Regions from separate parts of the Mus musculus genome. Here regions 2, 3, 4 and 5 are each linked to region 1. The links are chromatin contacts, called in public HiChIP or PLAC-seq and promoter capture Hi-C maps. All regions are on one chromosome and are shown on one strand. The core of a region is the stretch at or near the end of the contact, and the rest is flanking DNA. Distances in the headings are between cores, read along the strand shown. Region 1 holds the start of Psmb1 (proteasome (prosome, macropain) subunit, beta type 1). Region 2 overlaps Lnpep (leucyl/cystinyl aminopeptidase). Region 3 holds the start of Acat2 (acetyl-Coenzyme A acetyltransferase 2). Region 4 overlaps Wtap (Wilms tumour 1-associating protein). Region 5 holds the start of Sod2 (superoxide dismutase 2, mitochondrial).

What was found. Promoter capture Hi-C pulls out the DNA fragments that hold promoters and counts their contacts. HiChIP or PLAC-seq counts read pairs in DNA pulled down with a chosen protein or histone mark.
Region 2: a promoter capture Hi-C map of pre-B cells shows a contact between it and region 1. The contact joins the enhancer-like site here to the promoter of Psmb1 in region 1. A contact is called at or near these places in 4 of 39 promoter capture datasets (cranial neural crest, hippocampal neurons, neutrophils and 1 more), 1 of 115 datasets of contacts at active chromatin or transcription factors (astrocytes) and 2 of 9 other capture datasets (adipose tissue and liver).
Region 3: a contact with region 1 is called in an H3K4me3 HiChIP or PLAC-seq map of pro-B cells, with 8 times the contacts expected there. The contact joins the promoter of Acat2 here to the promoter of Psmb1 in region 1. A contact is called at or near these places in 3 of 39 promoter capture datasets (cranial neural crest, embryonic stem cells and hippocampal neurons), 3 of 115 datasets of contacts at active chromatin or transcription factors (astrocytes, large pre-B cells and pro-B cells) and 1 of 9 other capture datasets (adipose tissue).
Region 4: a contact with region 1 is called in a promoter capture Hi-C map of the HPC-7 cell line, with 5 times the contacts expected there. The contact joins the enhancer-like site here to the promoter of Psmb1 in region 1. A contact is called at or near these places in 9 of 39 promoter capture datasets (the C10 cell line, the HPC-7 cell line, cranial neural crest and 5 more), 1 of 115 datasets of contacts at active chromatin or transcription factors (large pre-B cells) and 1 of 9 other capture datasets (adipose tissue).
Region 5: a contact with region 1 is called in a promoter capture Hi-C map of pre-B cells, with 4 times the contacts expected there. The contact joins the promoter of Sod2 here to the promoter of Psmb1 in region 1. A contact is called at or near these places in 9 of 39 promoter capture datasets (the 3T3-L1 cell line, the C10 cell line, cranial neural crest and 4 more) and 1 of 115 datasets of contacts at active chromatin or transcription factors (astrocytes).

The regions. Positions count from the first base shown.
Region 1 is chr17:15,496,270-15,499,845 of GRCm38.p6, forward strand. It overlaps Psmb1 (proteasome (prosome, macropain) subunit, beta type 1), which reads right to left and starts at 2,007. Exons shown (of 6, transcript NM_011185.3): 1 at 1,884-2,007. The coding sequence starts at 1,993.
Region 2 is chr17:17,565,386-17,568,857 of GRCm38.p6, forward strand. It overlaps Lnpep (leucyl/cystinyl aminopeptidase), which reads right to left. Exons shown (of 18, transcript NM_172827.3): 7 at 2,936-3,049; 8 at 1,298-1,429. Among named protein-coding and RNA genes, the nearest start is that of Lnpep, 57 kb to the right of the region's middle. Within about 2 kb of position 1,471, at least 2 of the 459 cell types and tissues checked have an H3K27ac peak or open chromatin away from gene starts, as enhancers often do.
Region 3 is chr17:12,959,412-12,963,274 of GRCm38.p6, forward strand. Acat2 (acetyl-Coenzyme A acetyltransferase 2) reads right to left here and starts at 1,314. Exons shown (of 9, transcript NM_009338.3): 1 at 1,198-1,314; 2 at 584-718. The coding sequence starts at 1,252. It also overlaps the pseudogene Gm15946.
Region 4 is chr17:12,982,117-12,985,511 of GRCm38.p6, forward strand. Wtap (Wilms tumour 1-associating protein) reads right to left here. Exons shown (of 8, transcript NM_001113533.1): 3 at 1,341-1,396. Among named protein-coding and RNA genes, the nearest start is that of Wtap, 8.4 kb to the right of the region's middle. Within about 2 kb of position 2,110, at least 14 of the 459 cell types and tissues checked have an H3K27ac peak or open chromatin away from gene starts, as enhancers often do. A contact at or near this core is called in the HPC-7 cell line, where this site is marked.
Region 5 is chr17:13,005,460-13,009,223 of GRCm38.p6, forward strand. It overlaps Sod2 (superoxide dismutase 2, mitochondrial), which reads left to right and starts at 2,380. Exons shown (of 5, transcript NM_013671.3): 1 at 2,380-2,609; 2 at 2,725-2,927. The coding sequence starts at 2,587.

The DNA.
Region 1 (3,576 bases), core at 757-3,256:
GAGACATACAAACTCCTCATGTGATGGGCTGCTGTAGAAGACCCCAAGCACCAAGCTGGAGTTTAGAATTCTAGCAGAGTTACACAGAACAAAAAAGAGAATGTTCCACTTGCAAAGTGAGGTTTTAATACAATTCTCCCAATAGTACTACGTGAAATGGGACATAATACTGCTCCAGTAAGAGTGCTGTGACAGAAGGAACGCAGGATGACAGGAGGAAGAAGGGCAAATTCAAATACGACACCAATGTATGCAACCAAGGTTTTACAACTCCCTAGATGTGTCTGCTGAGGAAAACAACATATCCCCACCCCTTTAAACTGAGCCAAGACTTCCAAGGAGCAGCAGTAACTGAAAGGAACAATTACCCTGCTTGTTTTGTTTACTAACATGGGTTATGGAGAGATCAGAAAACTCGGTTAGATACGGTTTCCCAAAGAGGCCGGAATTTCAGGGACTTTTGAGAAATAGTTACAGAAACAGACTTAGGAATTATAAAAGATTAGTAATTATATAAAGGCCTCAAGTGACAAAAACCTGGAAGCTACAAAGAGAAATTTATATATTGTAGAATCTGAGGCTGCTTGCAGGGCTAGTTGCAATAAATGCTAAAAGGCACAAAAGAGAAAAGTGATTTAATGGATAGGTGTAAGTAACTATGAACAAAGTGATGGATAAGAAGAAGTAAAGGAGGTTAAAAAAAGTGACTCATGAGTACTGCATTCGGAACACCTTGAAATTAACACATCTTACAAAGTAAGTACTTAGTGTTCACGTGCAGCATTAAGCAGCATACTGGAAAAGCAAACTGAAACTGGACTCGGCTGAGAACGCTATGAATTTAAATCCGGTTCTAATTCACACCAGCTCTATAGCCTGGGCTGTTTAGATGCCAAGAGTCAAGAAGTAAAACTATGAAATTATTCACTTAACTGCTTGAAATTAAAACAAACAAACAAACAAACAAAAAAACCTACCTTGAGTCTTCCCCAATCTATAAGTAACTGAAAGGAGCCCACATAGTACATTCACAATTGCTCTTCAAAAGGTACAACCAAGACTAAAATCAACCTTTCACTATCTGTATGATCAACGCTCAACATTCATAAAGCCATATTTAACGTTTTTGCTTTTCTTTCTTGAGACAAAGATTCTCCGTGTAGCCCAGGCTGTCCTGGAACTTGCTCTGTAGACCAGACTGGCCACGAACTTAAGAGACCCACTTGCCTTTGCTAGCAGTAAAGGCGTGCTCCACCACCGCCTGGCTGGTTTTGCTTTTCTTAAACAAGCCCCCCCCCCGCCCCCCTTTTTTGGATAATTAGCTGTTTCAACTTCTAATTTGATGAAGAATACCCCTGTATTGTCAACGGTCCTAAATACAAAGGAAAAATATCTTCGAATAAAGCGGATAATTAAAATGCTAAAGTAATTTGAGAGTAAAAATAAACACACACAAGGGTCCGACTGCCTAAGGCTGTGGATGCAGCTCAGTAGACCTTGCCCAGCAGGCTACGTCTCAAGAGCAGAACAAAACAACCTTCACTTTCATCCCTGAAATTAAGTCTGGTTAATCATGTTAGTTTCCTCTTAAAACAACAAGTGATCAGGCGGCCCAGCGACAGAAACAGCTACTCGTCTAACAACCAAGACAAATCATAACTTCATGTTCGCCCGTTGGCTTTAGAAACGTGTTCAAGCCCTACCAAACAACAGGCCATAGGGCGGAAGATTGAGGTGGGAGCCCGGTTGCTGGAGCAAACGGCACCGAGGGCGTCCATGCACAACTGAGTGCTGGGCTGCAGGCTACATCCCTGCCATTCCCACACCCGCCCGTCGCGACCCCAGGCTCGACCCAGGTGAGGGCAGCAGGCCCAGGCTTTTACCCTCCGTTGAAGGCATAAGGCGAAAACCGCAGCTGCACAGGGCCGGCGGAGCCGTGAGGCCCCATTCCCAGCTCTCGTTCCACGTCTCGGTAAGCAGCAGTGGAAAGCATCGCGCCTAACTCCTGCTGTCTCACGGCAAAATGGCCGCCGGGACCGGTCCACTTCCGCCTCCCTCGCCCCGCCCCCCTAGGCTCCTCTAGCCTGCACTCGTCGTTGCTCTTGGAGGTCTACGCCTGCGTCCGGCTAGCGCACAACCTGGATCCGCCAATCCTGCCAACAGAGAAACCTGTTTTATAACCCTAAGAAAACGTTTGGATTTACTCATGGCGGATAGAAAATTAAAAGTCTGACCATACCAAAAAAATTAACCCAATTACAGAGCAACGACAACTCGGATGTCACATTGGCGAAGTGGCACAGCGTTTGAGACGGGTTAGTAGTTCATGCTGCATTCAAGGCCAATCAGGACGCATGTCAACTGTGTGGTGTACGCAGCCACGAGACCCAGGAAGCAATACCAGATTTCTTTAGCCAGAATATGATGGTTAATATTGTTAATTTCACAGAACTTAGCATCATGTAGGTAAAACCCATGGATGCGTCTATGCGGGTGTTTCAAGGTTTAATTGAGGAGCGAAGACCCAACTAAAATATAAGCGGCGCCACCTCATTGCCTGGATTTCCCGACTAAATAAAGAAGAAGCGAACTAACATTTATCTATTTATGTTTCTGGTCTGTGGATGCAATCCAGTTGGCATGCTTCCCCCTGGGTTGTATCTCCTCAAACAGTAAGACAACATAAAACCCGCTTCCCTTATATTGCCTCTTGACAAGCCTTTGTTAAGTTTTCTCAATTCCCCAGTCTTCTGAGGTTTCCTGTACTTTCAAGAGAAAATGTTTCCTTTAGGGGAAAATAGATACACAGTACTATTGTACTTATTAGAGTCTGTGTAAATAGACAACCTATACAACACCTACACACATAACACACAGATACTGTCCATCACACACACAGACACACACACAGAGAGAAAGAGAGAGAGAGAGAGCGCTAACCTTAACCTAAAGGAGCTCATTACCTCGTTGATAATGCAAAATACAAGGGAAAGGAAGTACGCAGAACAACACATGTATATGCCTTAGATGAACTTCAGAAGGAAAAAAAAATTAAGATATGTTGGAATCAATCAAGCATTATGAAGCAGCCTAAGAAACAGCTGACGTTTTCTTGTGGCAGCAAGGAAGAGAGCTGGTAGTGACCGAGCTAAAAATAGAAATGAATCTGTGACTACAAAGTCGCTTGTTTTGTTGTTCTTCCTTGAACGTAAGTTAACATCTACTGAGAACATGATGAGGAGCGTTTGCTTGACATTTTCCTTAGCCACCTCACAAATCTCAAAGGGGAGGAGCCAGTAAGCTTGCCAAGCAATCTCTGGAGTTCGAAGCCAGCCAGTTCTACAGAGTGAGTCCCAAGAAAGTCGGGGCTACACAGAGAAACTCTTTCTCACAAAAACAAATCATGGAAGACTGAGGATGTAGTTCAGTGGTAGAACGCTTGCTTGGGCTTGATCGCCATTGCCACATCCCCAACTGTTTCCGCTACACACTCAATAGATCTCTCTTTGACAGCTAGAAAGGGCCGTCGGAGGCCCCGCCCCGGAACTGCTGGTACCCGGCCCGCTCGTTTCCTTC
Region 2 (3,472 bases), core at 221-2,720, 2.1 Mb after region 1:
GTCTTTCCTTTTAGTATTTTTCCTAAGATGGCTAATAATAGTTTACTGAAGCCTGAAAGAAAAACTGCAGATAAGAAAAAATTAGTGCCTCTGTATACTCACATTAAACTCCTAATTTCTTGTTAAAAGTACTATTATTTACTTCATCAGGCTTTAATCCAGACAACATTTTTGCCTCCTTCTTTATCTGTTTTACCCTGTCACTAAGTCCTTCAAGTACAAAACTCCCTTTAGTTTTAGATCTGTTTTCTTCCCATTGCTATGACCATTCATTGCAAACGTTCACTCTGCATGTCTGATTTTCAGTGTCATGTCCCATTTGTGGTCTCGGAATCAACTTTATTAACTGAATCCAATTTAAATTTTCTAAATATTAACTTTAATCAAATCATCCTTATGTTAAAAAAACATCATCGATTTCTTATGGCACTCAGGACCTGCTGTAGCTGGGCTCATGCTTTCTTTCTTACCTTCCTAAGCCTGGTTCCATCTCTGAATCCCAGACATCAGCCCTCCTGGCTCTCCTCTTCAAAGTCCATATCTGCCCTACCTTGTGCTCTTTGGCTTCTCTCTTCAACATGCATACATTTTTTGTACTATTTCAGCACACACAGCCTCTCTTGCTCATTCACATGTATTTACCTCCTAATTTTGAGCTTTTTGATAGTATGGTTTCTATCCTCACACTTAATGTATTTTCTTCGCTATCTAGCAGAGGGATTTACTATCCAAGGACTCTGACAACCAATCATAAGCTTTAGCATCACCCTTGTACAGCATCCATTCAGGTAATACCAGTACCACACTCCCTCTGTTCTCCAACCTGCTCAGAATGAAGCCAGCTTCTACTTTCCATCCACTGTCCTGGTGTCTAATGTTTCACATCCTGAAGGAGAACTGTCAATTACTAAAATAACTTTTTATGCTTAATTTTTTTTGGTGATCTTGATTGTAGAAAATACCTCAATTCTGAGTACCACAATAAAGGGCTTTGCTTAGGATGCTCTTCTAAGCACACATTCTACGGACAGATCCAGGGAGAAAACTAACTTTGAAAGATGAATTCTTACATGATCTGCTTCACTGCCTGAAAACTAGTCACACTGACTAAAAGGGAGACAGAAACACAAACGTTAAGACCAAACAGATTTACATATTTAAAATTTAAACAGTTAAAACTTCAATAGGATACCAAAGGCAACGCTTGTTCAGTCTGTAATGTGAATCACGCTGTTTGCTGACCTACAAAATAAGGTTGAAGTCTAGTAAAAGTACATTTCTTTGTGCACAGTGATACCTTAAAATAGGAGAGAGAATCAAACATTTCTTCTATTTGTTCCGAAGACTGAACAGATGATGATATTGGATGAGACGAATTCAAGGAATCTTTCCTCATGGTTTTAAATCGAGCATCTAAGAAGTCTTCATACTAGCAAAAGATAAAGCAGTAGGAAGTCATGACCGATATAAAGGCACAATTGCTACAGAATGAAAAACACCTGGGCTCACTAAGGTGCAGCATATAAACAAATGGAAGTAAATTGTATGCAGTTCCTTAAGCTTAAAACGGCACTGAGAACTGAGGCATGTGAGAATCTGCATTTCTGAAAAGAGAGCATAACTGTAAAATTGAGAATCTCTGACTATCAGAGGCAAATTCCAAATCTGAATATCCAAGATAAATATTCAACAAAGGTTAAAGTAGACTTTTAAAACAGAAATTGAAACTTAGGGCAGAAATGGGGTCCTTACCTTGATTTTCTATTAAAGTGATATATAATTCTTAGAGGTTACTTAAAAGAAAATACAACTCTTATTCTGAAAGCATTGAGAGCTCAGCCAAGAGTGTCCCTAGAATGTATATTAGAATTTAAAGTGTTCTCAGCACCCCCAAGTGGTGAGACTCTGTATTTCAATGTTTAATTAAGTAGCACACATTATTTAAACTACCTATTTCGTATCTCAACTAAAAATTACTTGCAGTCGGAATCAAGCCCTATATACAGAAATGTCAAACTAAAAACTCCCAAGAATACTTCTTATAAATACCTAAAAAATGTATGTAAGCGTCTAAGAGCAAGTCACAGAATTTTAGGGTTGAAGACAATACTATGTGGGAGACTGTCCTATAGTTTGAGAGGCACATGTTTTGTGCTTCCCTTCAGCTACCCAATAATACTTGAATTATTTCAGCAATGCCTATGAAATTATGACCTATGGTGTCTGAAAATCCTTGAGTACAGGAAGTATCTCCAGTCTCTAATGACACACTCACAGCACAATACCTCTCTTTAACAGAATGGTATTCAATCTTTGAAACAAATGCATGGTTTGTATGCAGCAATAGTAATTTATTTGTTTGGTTTTAAAAAAGATTCTATTTTATGTATATGAGTACACTGTTGCTGTCTTTAGAGACATCAGAAGAGGGCATCAGATCACATTATAGATGGTTGTGAGCCATGTGCTTAGAATTGATATCAGGACCTCTGGAAGAGCAACTAGTGCTCTTAACTGCTTAGCCATATCTCCCGCCCTTGTTTCTTTATTTAAGCAACTTATGTTACTTAAGAACTGTTGAAAGAATGCACTCAGTGACAATATAAAAAGCAGTATGAAGCCAGTCTTCATTTCATTTCTTTTTATACAAGTATTTAAGTTATTTTCCAATTTTATCTGCATTCCTTCAAACAAAAGGACCACATCTTATAAAATAAAATGTAATAGTTAAAATAATCATCCTAAAGTAAAAAATAATCATTTTAATGTTTAATGAAATACTTCAATATGCAAGAGTGGGTTTCATTGTCAAGTCTCCAGCATTACTGATTTTAACTTTTTTCAAATTATCTCAAATATGTAGAAAATATATGGTAAATACTAACTTATAATGTGGCTATTCCCTCCTCATAGGACAAAGAAACACAGTACTTACACTGTTGAGCTCTTTGAATATTTTTTCCACAGAGAAATACTCCATGAAAGTGGCAAAGCCTTCATTTAGCCACAGGTCATTCCACCACTGCATTGTAACCAGATTTCCAAACCACTGTAAGAGACAAATTCGTCACCAGCAGGACTCAGGAATTTCTTAATTGAATGGACTATCAGGCTAATTGAAGATAATCAAAATATCTTAAAACAATCTATACCCAGAATAATTAAAGTCTTATAAAAGTTATACAAACTATCCCAAAAAAGAAAGGATTTTGAAAGCTGTATAAATTGATTTTAGAAGTAAAATAAAAAGTTCAACATTTTACCTAAACTGAATGGGGGAAAAAGCAGGAAAGACTATATTTACTTATTAAAATATGTGTGAATTTTTAACATATGCTATATACAACATGTTTTATATAGGTAATGGCTTTTTTTGTTGTTTTTGTTTTTTGTTTTTCGAGACAGGGTTTCTCTGTGTAGCCCTGGCTGTCCTGGAACTCACTCTGTAGACCAGGCTGGTTTCGAACTCAGA
Region 3 (3,863 bases), core at 64-2,563, 2.5 Mb before region 1:
AGCACAGGGCAGGGCAGGAGTGGGAACTCATGACCACATGCATGCTAACCACACACTTCACCACTGAGCTATACACCCAGGCCCCAAACCAATCATCAACATCAGTAGTCACTGATCTCCAAGCCCAGCAGGAATCAGAGCTATGATGAAGCATTCTTAGACTCTCCTGCCTTCCTCCGGACAGTCCCCTGGAGTGAGGGACAGCTGATCTCCTGACAAAGTGGACCAGGGTAGAGCTGCTCTGCTGCAGCCCCACTCGCAGCTGTGGCACAGTGCCAGGCCCACACACTTTTATTGACTGTGTGACATGTTAGGGGTATGTGGAGGACTGTGAATACTTTGCTGTGCTTCTAACAATGCAAAGGCGATACAGTCCCGTGGTCTAAGATCACTCACCGAAAAGGCTTGTAAAGGAGCTGTGACTTCAGCCAGAGGAAGGAGGAGGGACAGAAAGAATCCTAGCAGAGAGAACTCCAAGCAAAGCAATGTATGGTGGTGGTGGTGTGTGTGCGCGCACACACACACATATAAATAAATGCTGTTTCTAGTGAACCAGATCTGTCCTGGGCTACTGAGGAGTTACCTGCCGTCAAGACATGTCCAAATATGACCTCGGACACCTCTTCTGGAGCCACCTTGGCCCTCTGCAGGACTTCTTTGATGACAGTTGTCCCCATTTCGTGGACAGGCACGGTGGACAGGGCACCATTGAAGGAGCCTACAATGGAATGGGGAAGAGGGAAGGAATCTGAACCAAGAGCACACTGAGGACCACCGAGGGGGAGAAGGGGTCACATGCATTCCAAATAAAAACGGCTGGAGCCGAGGCGGGCAAAGGCGATGGTGACTTCCAGAACAATGCCAAAGCCAAGGCCTGCCTGGAGGAGCAGCTCAGACCACCATCTCTCGGGCCCCCGACACCACAGCGTGATCAATGGTGCACCGCCGAACAGACCAATCAGCGATCAGGAGAGAGAGCGCGTCCCAACGTTATCTAATAGGTGAGCCTGGCAGAGCGGTGGCTCTACTGCGAGGAGCCAATCGCAGCACGAGGGGCGGGTCCGCGGGCAAGGCGCGGGGCACCGCGAGCTGTGGAGTCTGTGGCCGGCCGCCCCCTCCCCGTCACGAGAGCCCGAGTCTCCGCGATCATGTCGGGAAGGAGGGTCACAGGCTGAAGTGACCTCGCGGGACACTCACCTATAGCGGTGCGCGCCGCTGAGACGATGACCACGGGGTCTGAGCCCGCATTCATCTTGTCGCTCTGGTCTCTGCTAGCTCTCAGCCTTGTCCTGTCTGCGACTGAGGTAAAACTTCCTCCAGCCTGACAGGCTGTGCTGGGGGGGGCGGAGCTATGGCCTCCACGCCACGCCTCCTCACGCCTGCGCAGGAAGCTGGTAGGGCTAAGTCCCAGAATTGTGTAAGATGGAGACTCTTTGGTTTGGTATGGGGTAGATGGTGTCTACCCAACCTAGGTGTGTCGGGTTAGGGTGGGGTGTGGAGGATCCAGGGATGTTGGGTTGGAGGTAGACAGCCTAGGGGTGTCGAAGAGCGATGCGGTGTGCAGACGGTCTAGGGGTCATAGGTGGAGTCGGGTCCAAGGGTAAGGCTTTCCTCCAGGTGACACTGGAACCTAGCCTAACCTTTCCTACATAGGCATCTCCCGTTTCTTCTGAAGGTTCTTCTCAGCGCTGACAGCTTCTGAGTGGGTAGCCTCCTTGCTAACAGAGATCCTTAGGGCAGTGGATCTCTACTGTCCAATCCTCTCGGACTTATTATTCAGCCAAAGACAGAATCTGCCAGACTCTACTTACCTCTCTGCCTTGTGTCATTCTCATGCCTTTTGCAGGCTCCCTCTGGCCACCCCCCAGTCCCAGCCCTAGCACTATCACAGGTCACCTGCAGTGTCCCCAGTGTTTTGAAAGGAGAGTCATCCTGGTTTGCTTCTGCAGCTTGCTGGTCTACAGAGAATGCCATCTGTTTAGGAAAGCAGAATCCTGTGGTGGAAGGAAAGGCTTTCTAGGCAAGTCTTGCCCTCAGTGGGGACAGTGGACAGTGAAGTAAGAGAACTGCGCCACAGATTGTAGGAAAGGAAAACAAACCTAACAACAACAACCCGGTAAGCTGGGATATCCTCCTGAAATGTAAAGCAACCTGAAAAAAATAGTATTTTGAGAGAGGTGGATGGATCAAAGTAGGTTCTAGAGATGAGGCTAAATTCTAGATTATGTCCTCTGTTTCCTCAAGGGTCCAAGAAATGCAAGGGACTTCCCATGGTTTCCTCCTCCTCCTCCTCCTCCTCCTCCTCCTCCTCCTCCTCCTCCTCCTCCTCCTCCTCCTCCTTCTTCTTCTTCTTTTTGGTTTTTCGTGACAGGGTTTCTCTGTATAGCCCTGGCTGTCCTGGAACTCACTTTGTAGACCAGGCTGGCCTCAAACTCAGAAATCTGCCTGCCTCTGCCTCCTGAGTGCTGGGATTAAAGGCGTGCGCCACCACGCCTGGCTTAATAATTTATTTTTATGTGTCTTTGCTTGCATGCATGTATGCATCCTTGCATGTGAGCCTAGTGTCTGCAGAGGCAAGCAGAGGATGCTGGACCCCAGGAACTGGAATTGCAGACAGTCGTGAGCTATCATATGGGTGCTAGCTACCAAACCCTGTTCTCTGCAGGAGCAGTAGTGCTCATCACCACTGTGTCACCTCCCTAGCCCTCTGTTTTCCCACTACTCTGGCCACTCTTCAGTTCCCTTTGTGGCCTTACTCTCACTGCCCCTCACCCAACATGCCACAGCATGTCCACCCCATCCTGTCAGTTACCCCCATTATGCTGACAACTCTGGAATCCTTCTTTTAATTTTGTTGCCTGTGAGCAGACTGGCTCTCTCAATTTAAACTTTCTATAAAAAACAACTTATGACATCTAACCCAAACTCGTGTTTACCTCTTCAGCTTATTTCTTTTGACTGAAGAACGTCTCAGTGAGTGGTGTGAGGCTCTGTTAGCTAAGCTAGAAATCTCTGGACCTCCGCTTAGGCTTCACTTCCTCCAGGAAGCCTTCCTAAATCCTGCCTTGGCTCTTATTCCTAATCTTATCTTCGTTAACCATACAACTCTTAGTTTCCAGTTTTCTTTTCTTTTTCTTTTTTTTCTTTTTTCTCTTGGTTTGTTTGAGACAGGGTTTCTCTGTGTAGCCCTGGCTGTCCTGGAACTCACTCTGTAGCCCAGGCTGGCCTCGAACTCAGAAATCCACCTGCCTCTGCCTCCTAAGTGCTGGGATTAAAGGCATGCGCCACCACAGCCCGGCTCCAGTTTTCTTTATTATGCTATACAAAGTACTCTTGGGGGAGAACCATGGCGGCTGGCTCTGGTTGCTCTGTGCAGTGGTATAGGGAGGAAGAACTTGAGAACCGCGACTGGCTGCTTCATGGATCTCGGAACTCACGCAGTTTCTGTACTGTGGAGAAGAAGTTTTTCACAGTCTGAACAGGTAACCAGCAATGAGGACCTGCCAATCCCAATGGAAAAGCCCTATAAGGAGCCTCTTAAGAAGTGTGTCTTGTGCGAGAAACATGTAGATTACAAGAATGTGCAGCTTTTGTCCCAGTTTATTTCTCCATTTACCGGATGCATTTACAGAAGGCACATAACAGGACTTTGTGGAAAGAAACAGAGGGAAATAACTAAAGCCACTAAGAGAACTCAGAAAATGGGGTTTATGCCAGTTACATACAAGGATCCTGCATATCTCAAAGACCCTAGAGTTTGTAACATCAGATACCGAGAATAAATTTTGTATTTGTAAAGTTCCTGCCAATAAACCTCTAAGTGGTTGTCAGCAGATTCCAACTAAAAACAAAAAAACAAAAAA
Region 4 (3,395 bases), core at 860-3,359, 2.5 Mb before region 1:
ATCTCAGCATTGGGAGGCAGAGGCCCACCTGGTTGATTTATAGAGTTCTAGGACAGCCAGGACTACATATAGAAACCCCATCGTGAAAAACCTAGGGGTGGAGGTAGGGGTGGGGCTGGAGGTGGGGGTAGGGATCATCCTTTGAAATTGTATTGAAATAAGACTACCTGTCAGACTATTTTAGTATATATACCCTTGTATTTCTAATATTCAGAAGACTAAGGGAGATCTCTAATTTGAGGCCAACTTGAATATACCCTGTTTCAGAAAAACACCCACTCCTATAGTTTTTTTTTTAAAGATTTATTTATTAATATATGTAAATACACTGCAGCTGTCTTCAGACACTCCAGAAGAGGGAGTCAGATCTCATTATGGATGGTTGTGAGCCACCATGTGGTTGCTGGGATTTGAACTCGACCTTCGGAAGAGCAGTCGGGTGCTCTTACCCACTGAGCCATCTCACCAGCCCCCATTCCTATAGTTTTTAGTAAAAACTTATTATTGTATATGGGCTCACATTTGCCATGGTACACATGTGGAAGAGACTAAGGAACCGTCTTGTAGACTTGTTTGTTTTGTTTTGTTTTTCAGGGATTAAGCTTGGGCTACAGCTAGGTCTACACAGAAAGGGCCTTTACCCACTGAACCATTGTGCCCTCCCTGAGCTTGCTGATTTATTAAACTAAACACATTCTCTAGCAAGGTATATATGAAATATAAATGCTTTCTGTGTAACTAATCTTGAGTATTTTAGCTCTAAAAGAAAATTTGGTTGCTATCAATCTATGAATCACCTAAACTAATATTATAGTTCTTCTTGCTTACATACTGAAGAATCATAGGAAACATATCCAAAAAAATATTTCAAGTGACTTGAGGCTATATTAACATTAAAAAAAAGTCACACTGAATCAGATAATAATAGCACACGTCTTTAATTCCAGCAGTGGGATTTAAAGACAGGTGGAACTCTGGGTTAGAGGTTCCAAGACAGCCAAAGCTACACAAAGGAACCATGTTTTAAAACAAAAACTCCCCACATACATACCCCAACCCCCACCCCCCAAAACCAAACAAATAAAAAACCCAAATTAAGCCAACCCCCAAACAAACACTACAAACAACCATGTCAGCTACTGTAGTGGAAACATGCCAGTATTCCTATCCCTTGGTGGGCTAAGGCAAGAGGATCTTAATTTCCATAGGAAGACACTGTCTCAAACAATCAGTAACAAGAAAACCCCACAGAACAAGCAAACCCAAACTAGGGATGGCATAATGGTAAGTAGGTAGTCATAGTATGATGTATATGTATTTTTGATGAAAGAACATTTTACCTTAGAATTAACTCATCCCGTGCCATAACTTTGAAGTCTGTTTCACTCAGTCGGACCTAGAAAGAAAATTTAAAACAGACTGAGTATTCTTTCAGAGCGCAAAGTGTTTTCCACAGGAACAACTCTGAAAATAGCTTTAAACTAAATGTGAAGGTTGGAGAAAGCTTATCGGTTAACAGTGCTTGGAACTCTTCAGAGAACCAGTTTAGTTCGCAATACCTAATCAGTCAGAGTGCACACCTGTCTGGAACTCCAGCTCCAAAGGACACCATTTCTCCACTTCAGAGCATTCCCAAAATACAGATACACAAAAAATTAAAAATTAAAACCAAACAAACAAGTGAAATAAAAAACTCACATCAGTCAGATTAAACTTTCACACACCACATCAACCAGTATTTGCATCCTTGAGCCGTCCAAGTGTCCTTTAACAGGTAAATGCTTGTAAAACTATAATTATAATACAGGGGCAGGTGGATCTCTGTACGTTCCAAGATCAGCCTATTCTACAGATCAAATTCCAGGACAGCAAAGGCTACACAGAGAAATCGTTATGAAAAACCAGAAAAAAAATAAAACAGAAAAACTGATCCAGCCATATATTCAATATTCTTCAGCAGCAAGTAGAAATAAGATTACTGATATGCAATACAAAGTGAAAAGATAATCTTAGGAGGACATACATGCCTGATTTCCTTCCTGAGGCACTCAGGAAGTTAAAGAAACTGGAAAATGGATTATCACTACAAGCCTGGGGAAGGAGGGAGGGAGGGCATCAAAGTGCCCTGTGGTGAGGATTCAGATGCTTATCTTGAGATACAACTGCAGTTGTATAGAGAACGTTTGAAAAAAATGAAGAAATTTGAAAAACTTGTGAGTGTACCAGTTCCCTAGTTTTAAACTATTAATCCAGATGCTGATTTTGAAAGAAGCTCATAGAATGTTACTAAACATCTTATCAATCTACAACTTTCAATAGTTTGAGGGCTGGAGAGGTGGCTCAACAGTTAAGAGTACTGACTGACTTCTCCAGAGGTCCAGAGTTCAATTCCCAGCAAGCACATGGTGGCTCACAACCATCTGTAATGGAATCTGATGCCCTCTTCTGGTGTGTCTGAAGACGGATACAGTGTACTTACACCTAATAACAAATAAATCTTGAAAGAAAGAAAGAAAGAAAGAAAGAAAGAAAGAAAGGAGAAAGCAAGCATGCATGCATGCATGCATTTCTAAATGTTTGAAACAATTTCAACTTAGGTTCTACTTTTCAAAAGTATTTATTTAATGTATGTGAGTGCACTGTAGCTATCTTCAGACTCACCTGGAGAGGGGCATCAGATCCCATTACAGATGGTTGTGAGCCATCATGTGGTTGCTTCCAATTGATCAGGACCTCTGGAAGAGTAGTCGGTGTTCTTAACCACTGAACCATTCTCCAGCCCCTAGAAATGCTTTTTCTATGGCTCTATTAATTTCTCTTATTAAAAAAAAATTCTTGGCCAGGCAGTGGTGGCGTGTGCCTGTTATCCCAGCACTCGGGAGGCAGAGGCAGGTGGATTTCTGAGTTCGAGGCCAGCCTGGTCTACAGAGTGAGTTCCAGGACAGCCAGGGCTATACAGAGAAACCCTGTCTTGAAAAACCAAAAACCAAACCAAACCAAACCAAACCAACGAAAAAACAAACAAAAAAATTCTTGGAAGAGGGAGCCTAGACAAAAGGAGAACTGCCTGCACAGCATGCAAGAAGCAGACTTTGATTCCTAGAAGCACAGAGAACACTTTAAAGAGTTTCTAAGTATTAACCAGTAACACTAGTGTCACAATACAAAACAGGAAAAAACACTGAACCTGAGAAAGCAAACCACAGTTCATTACTCACTCCTGAATAATGTTGACTCCAAAACTTTAGGCAGAATTTTATATAACATTACGCTTTTCCAAACTGAATTACAAATCCTTCCATAGCCTATAGCACACTGTTTAACAGAACTTCAGGATACATGTAGTGTTATTACCTATAAGTAATGATAGCTAAACTCAGTAAAGGACTATAGAG
Region 5 (3,764 bases), core at 1,130-3,629, 2.5 Mb before region 1:
TTTTCTGGGAGCACAAGAAGCTGTGTTCCAGAGATAGCCAAGGTTGTACCTTGTGCTGCAGCTGGACTTGGTAATGTATAAGAGTCACCCAGATAGTACTGGTTTTGATTATTTTGTTTGTTTGTTTGGTTTTTTTGGTTTTTCGAGACAGGGTTTCTTTGTATAGCCCTGGCTGTCCTGGAACTCACTTTGTAGACCAGGCTGGCCTCGAACTCAGAAATCTTCCTGCCTCTGCCTCCTGAGTGCTGGGATTAAAGGCGTGTGCCACCACGCCCGGCTGGTACTAGTTTTGAAAGCATGAAGGGGTTATGAAGAGCAGCTGAGGCTTGGCACTGTGAGAGGCCATGGAAGGCCATTGGTGAAGGTGCAGCCATAGTTGTAGTTGATGGCCCCGGACTGAAGGGGTCATGCAAAGGATTTGAGGATTGGCACCATGAAGAGAGCCTATGAGAGGCTATTGGTGAAGCCTAGTTGGAGTAGAACACCCCAGTGTATTGGAGATGTCAGTACCCTGGGATGATCACCAAGAACAAGCCGTAGTGGAGTGGATCAACCTGAGCTTAGAATGCTACTGAGGGCAGAGCTGGAGAAGTGATGCCAGCCCTTAGGAGCCCAAAAGATCAAGTGGAATCCCAGACACTGAAACAAGAAGCTGTAACATTGAAATTGCCTTGGAGACTCAAAGCTATTAAAGATGCCAGAGCCATGGGATACGTGCTAAGGAAAGCTGCTAACAGGGAGTGGAACCAGCCCAGGAGAAAGCAGTTGTTGCAGTCAACAAAGATGAAAAAGGAGTGGAGATCTGAAGACCGCTTTGACATCAGCCATGGAGACGCAGAGTTTGGAGTTTACCCAGCTGGTTTCCTGTCTTTCTTTGGGGATTACAGTTAAGTGATTGGATGAATCTCAGAAGAGACCTTGAACTTTGGATTTTTAATATTGTTGAGACTGCTATAGACTATGAGGACTTGAAAAGTTTGACTAAATGCATTTTTTTTTGTTTTTGTTTTTGTTTTTTTTTTTTGAGGCAGGGTTTCTCTGTATAGCCCTGGCTGTCTTGGAAATCACTTTGTAGACCAGGCTAGCCTTGAACTCAGAAATCCGCCTGCCTCTGTCTCCGGAGTGCTGGGATCAAAGGCATGTGCCACCACACCACCATAGCATTTTGCATTATGCTATGTTTAAGTATGGCCCCCCATAGACTCATGTTTTTGAACAAGTCTATGGGGGGCCAGGGAGTGGAGCATGATGGTTTGTATATTCTTGGGCCAGGGAATGGCACCATCTGGAGGTGTGGCCTTGTTGGAATAGGTGTGACCTGGTTGGAATGGGTGTGTCACTGTGGGTGTGGGCATAAGATCCTCACCCTAGTTGCCTGGAAGTTAGTCTTCCACTAGCTGCCTTTGGATGAGGACATAGAACTCTCAGCTCTGCCTGTGCCATGCCTGCCTGGATACTGCCATGCTCCCACCTTAATGATAATGGACTGAACCTCTGAACCTGTAAGCCAGCCACAAGTAACTGTTGTTTTTTATAAGACTTGCCTTGGTCATGGTGTCTGTTCACAGCAGTAAAACCCTAACTAAGACACAGGTCATCCATACAGCTCCGGTCTGACGCCTGTGGACAGGTTTCTCCCTACCGGAAAGCATCCTCTTGCAATTCCCCTTACCCTAAGCCCTGTCATCCTTAGGAGGCCTGCAAAGGGGGTGGGAAAAAACCACCGGGAACTACTCAGCCAACTGCCTTCTGCTTTCTTAGTGTTTTCTAATCAGGGAAGACATAAACCCATTAAGTAGAAGAGGAAAGCTGTATAATTGTTATGGAAACATTTGATAGCCACTGCTTCTTAGACTAATAAGTCCACAAAGGGAAACAATGTCCTTTTACATTTGGTCGAGTGGGTTGGTTTTTGAAGTCACTGAATGTTGCAGAGTTTAATCAAGAAAGATGAACCTCGCCTTCTAATCCGGACTCTTACTAGTTAACTGGCAAGCTGCACCCGGAGTCCGCAACCCCAGTCTCAGGGGCAACAAAGATGAACACACGCAAACCTGCGACGTGATTTAATGTCAGGTTAGGCCCCAGGGAAGGTCACTCCGGGCATAAATTAACTGGGTCAGAGGGGCCCTGATTACTCCATAATTCTGACCAGCAGCAGAGCCTTGGCTTTCCGGAGGAAAGTCTCCAGGGTTTCCCAGAAGCAGGAGTAGAAATAGAGTGGAAGCTTTGCAGCTCACAGCCAGAGCTGGACAGGGCGGCCCGAGGAGGGGCGGAGCCACACCGCGGGGCGGACGGGGTTCCCCGAGGCGGGGCGGGGCCAAGGCCGATGGTGGGGGCGTGGCTGTAGCAAGCACGCGGCCTCTACCAATTTGGCACAGGGGAGACGTTGCCTTCCCAGGATGCCGCTCCGTTATGCGCCGGGCCGTCCGTGTCGCCGTCCTCCCCTCCGCTGATGGGCGCTGCGGGCAGGGTCACCGCTTCGCTGTGTCCTTGCGGACGCCGGGCGGACGCTGCCTAGCAGACGCGCGCCTGCGAGCGAACGGCCGTGTTCTGAGGAGAGCAGCGGTCGTGTAAACCTCAATAATGTTGTGTCGGGCGGCGTGCAGGTGAGCGGCAGGGCCCCGGGGCCTCGGCGTCCCCTACGGGTGGGTCTCGGGGCGGCGGGCGTGGCTGGCTCGCCGTGTCAGTGGCGTGACCCGCCGTCCTCTCTGTTCCTCTCAGCACGGGCAGGAGGCTGGGCCCTGTGGCCGGTGCCGCGGGCTCCCGGCACAAGCACAGCCTCCCAGACCTGCCTTACGACTATGGCGCGCTGGAGCCACACATTAACGCGCAGATCATGCAGCTGCACCACAGCAAGCACCACGCGGCCTACGTGAACAATCTCAACGCCACCGAGGAGAAGTACCACGAGGCTCTGGCCAAGGGTAGGTGCGGGGCCCCTGCACACGAGGATCCCGGTGGCCGGACGGAGGTCTGTTTCGATGCCGGGGAATACCTCCGTTGGTTCGCATAAACGTCCTTTCCTATCCCGGAAAACACAGGACCTCACGAAAGTACTTGACGGACCTTACTGTTGTGTCCTTTTTTGTCACCCGTGTTGCTAGCTAGCATTGGTGGTGGTCCTTTAAAGACAGCTCTCGGACGCTGCTCCTTTTTGCGTAATGAATATTTAGTTTTTGTTTTGCATATGAATATTTAAAATATGCGGTTGTTATATAACGTGGCTTCAGGAGAGTTTGTTTTGCTTATTTTTCAGGTAGCCTTGGCAGCCATTTGCAGGAGGGTTGAGAGTGCCCGAGCTGGGTCAGCCAGGTGCCCTTGGGTGAGAGGGTGGTTGGGGCTAGAAGTGGCTGGGGTTTTGCTGAGAGCAAGCGATATTGGTGGCCTGGCAGCAGGTGCAGGAGAGGGTCTGAAGTGGCATCAGAAGACTGCAGTCCGAGTTGTGATTATTGTCACCGTTGTGGACAACAATAGGATTAGTTCAGTCTAGGGCTGGGACTCCCTGACCCCTTGGATATCTCTGGACATCCTGTTTCACACTCTTTACCCTTGGGGGGGGGGGGAGGAAAAGACAGGAACGAGCACTTAGCTGCAGAACAGGCTAGACTTGGTACTTTTGGGGTCAAAGTTCACAAGAAAAATAGCTATTTTGTGAGAAACTGAGTATCTGTCACTGAATGGAACAGTAGGCAAGCTTATTTATTTACCTATATTTTTAAGCGCTCAGCCAACAAAATCCATAGTGCAGAGTTCTGTGTTTG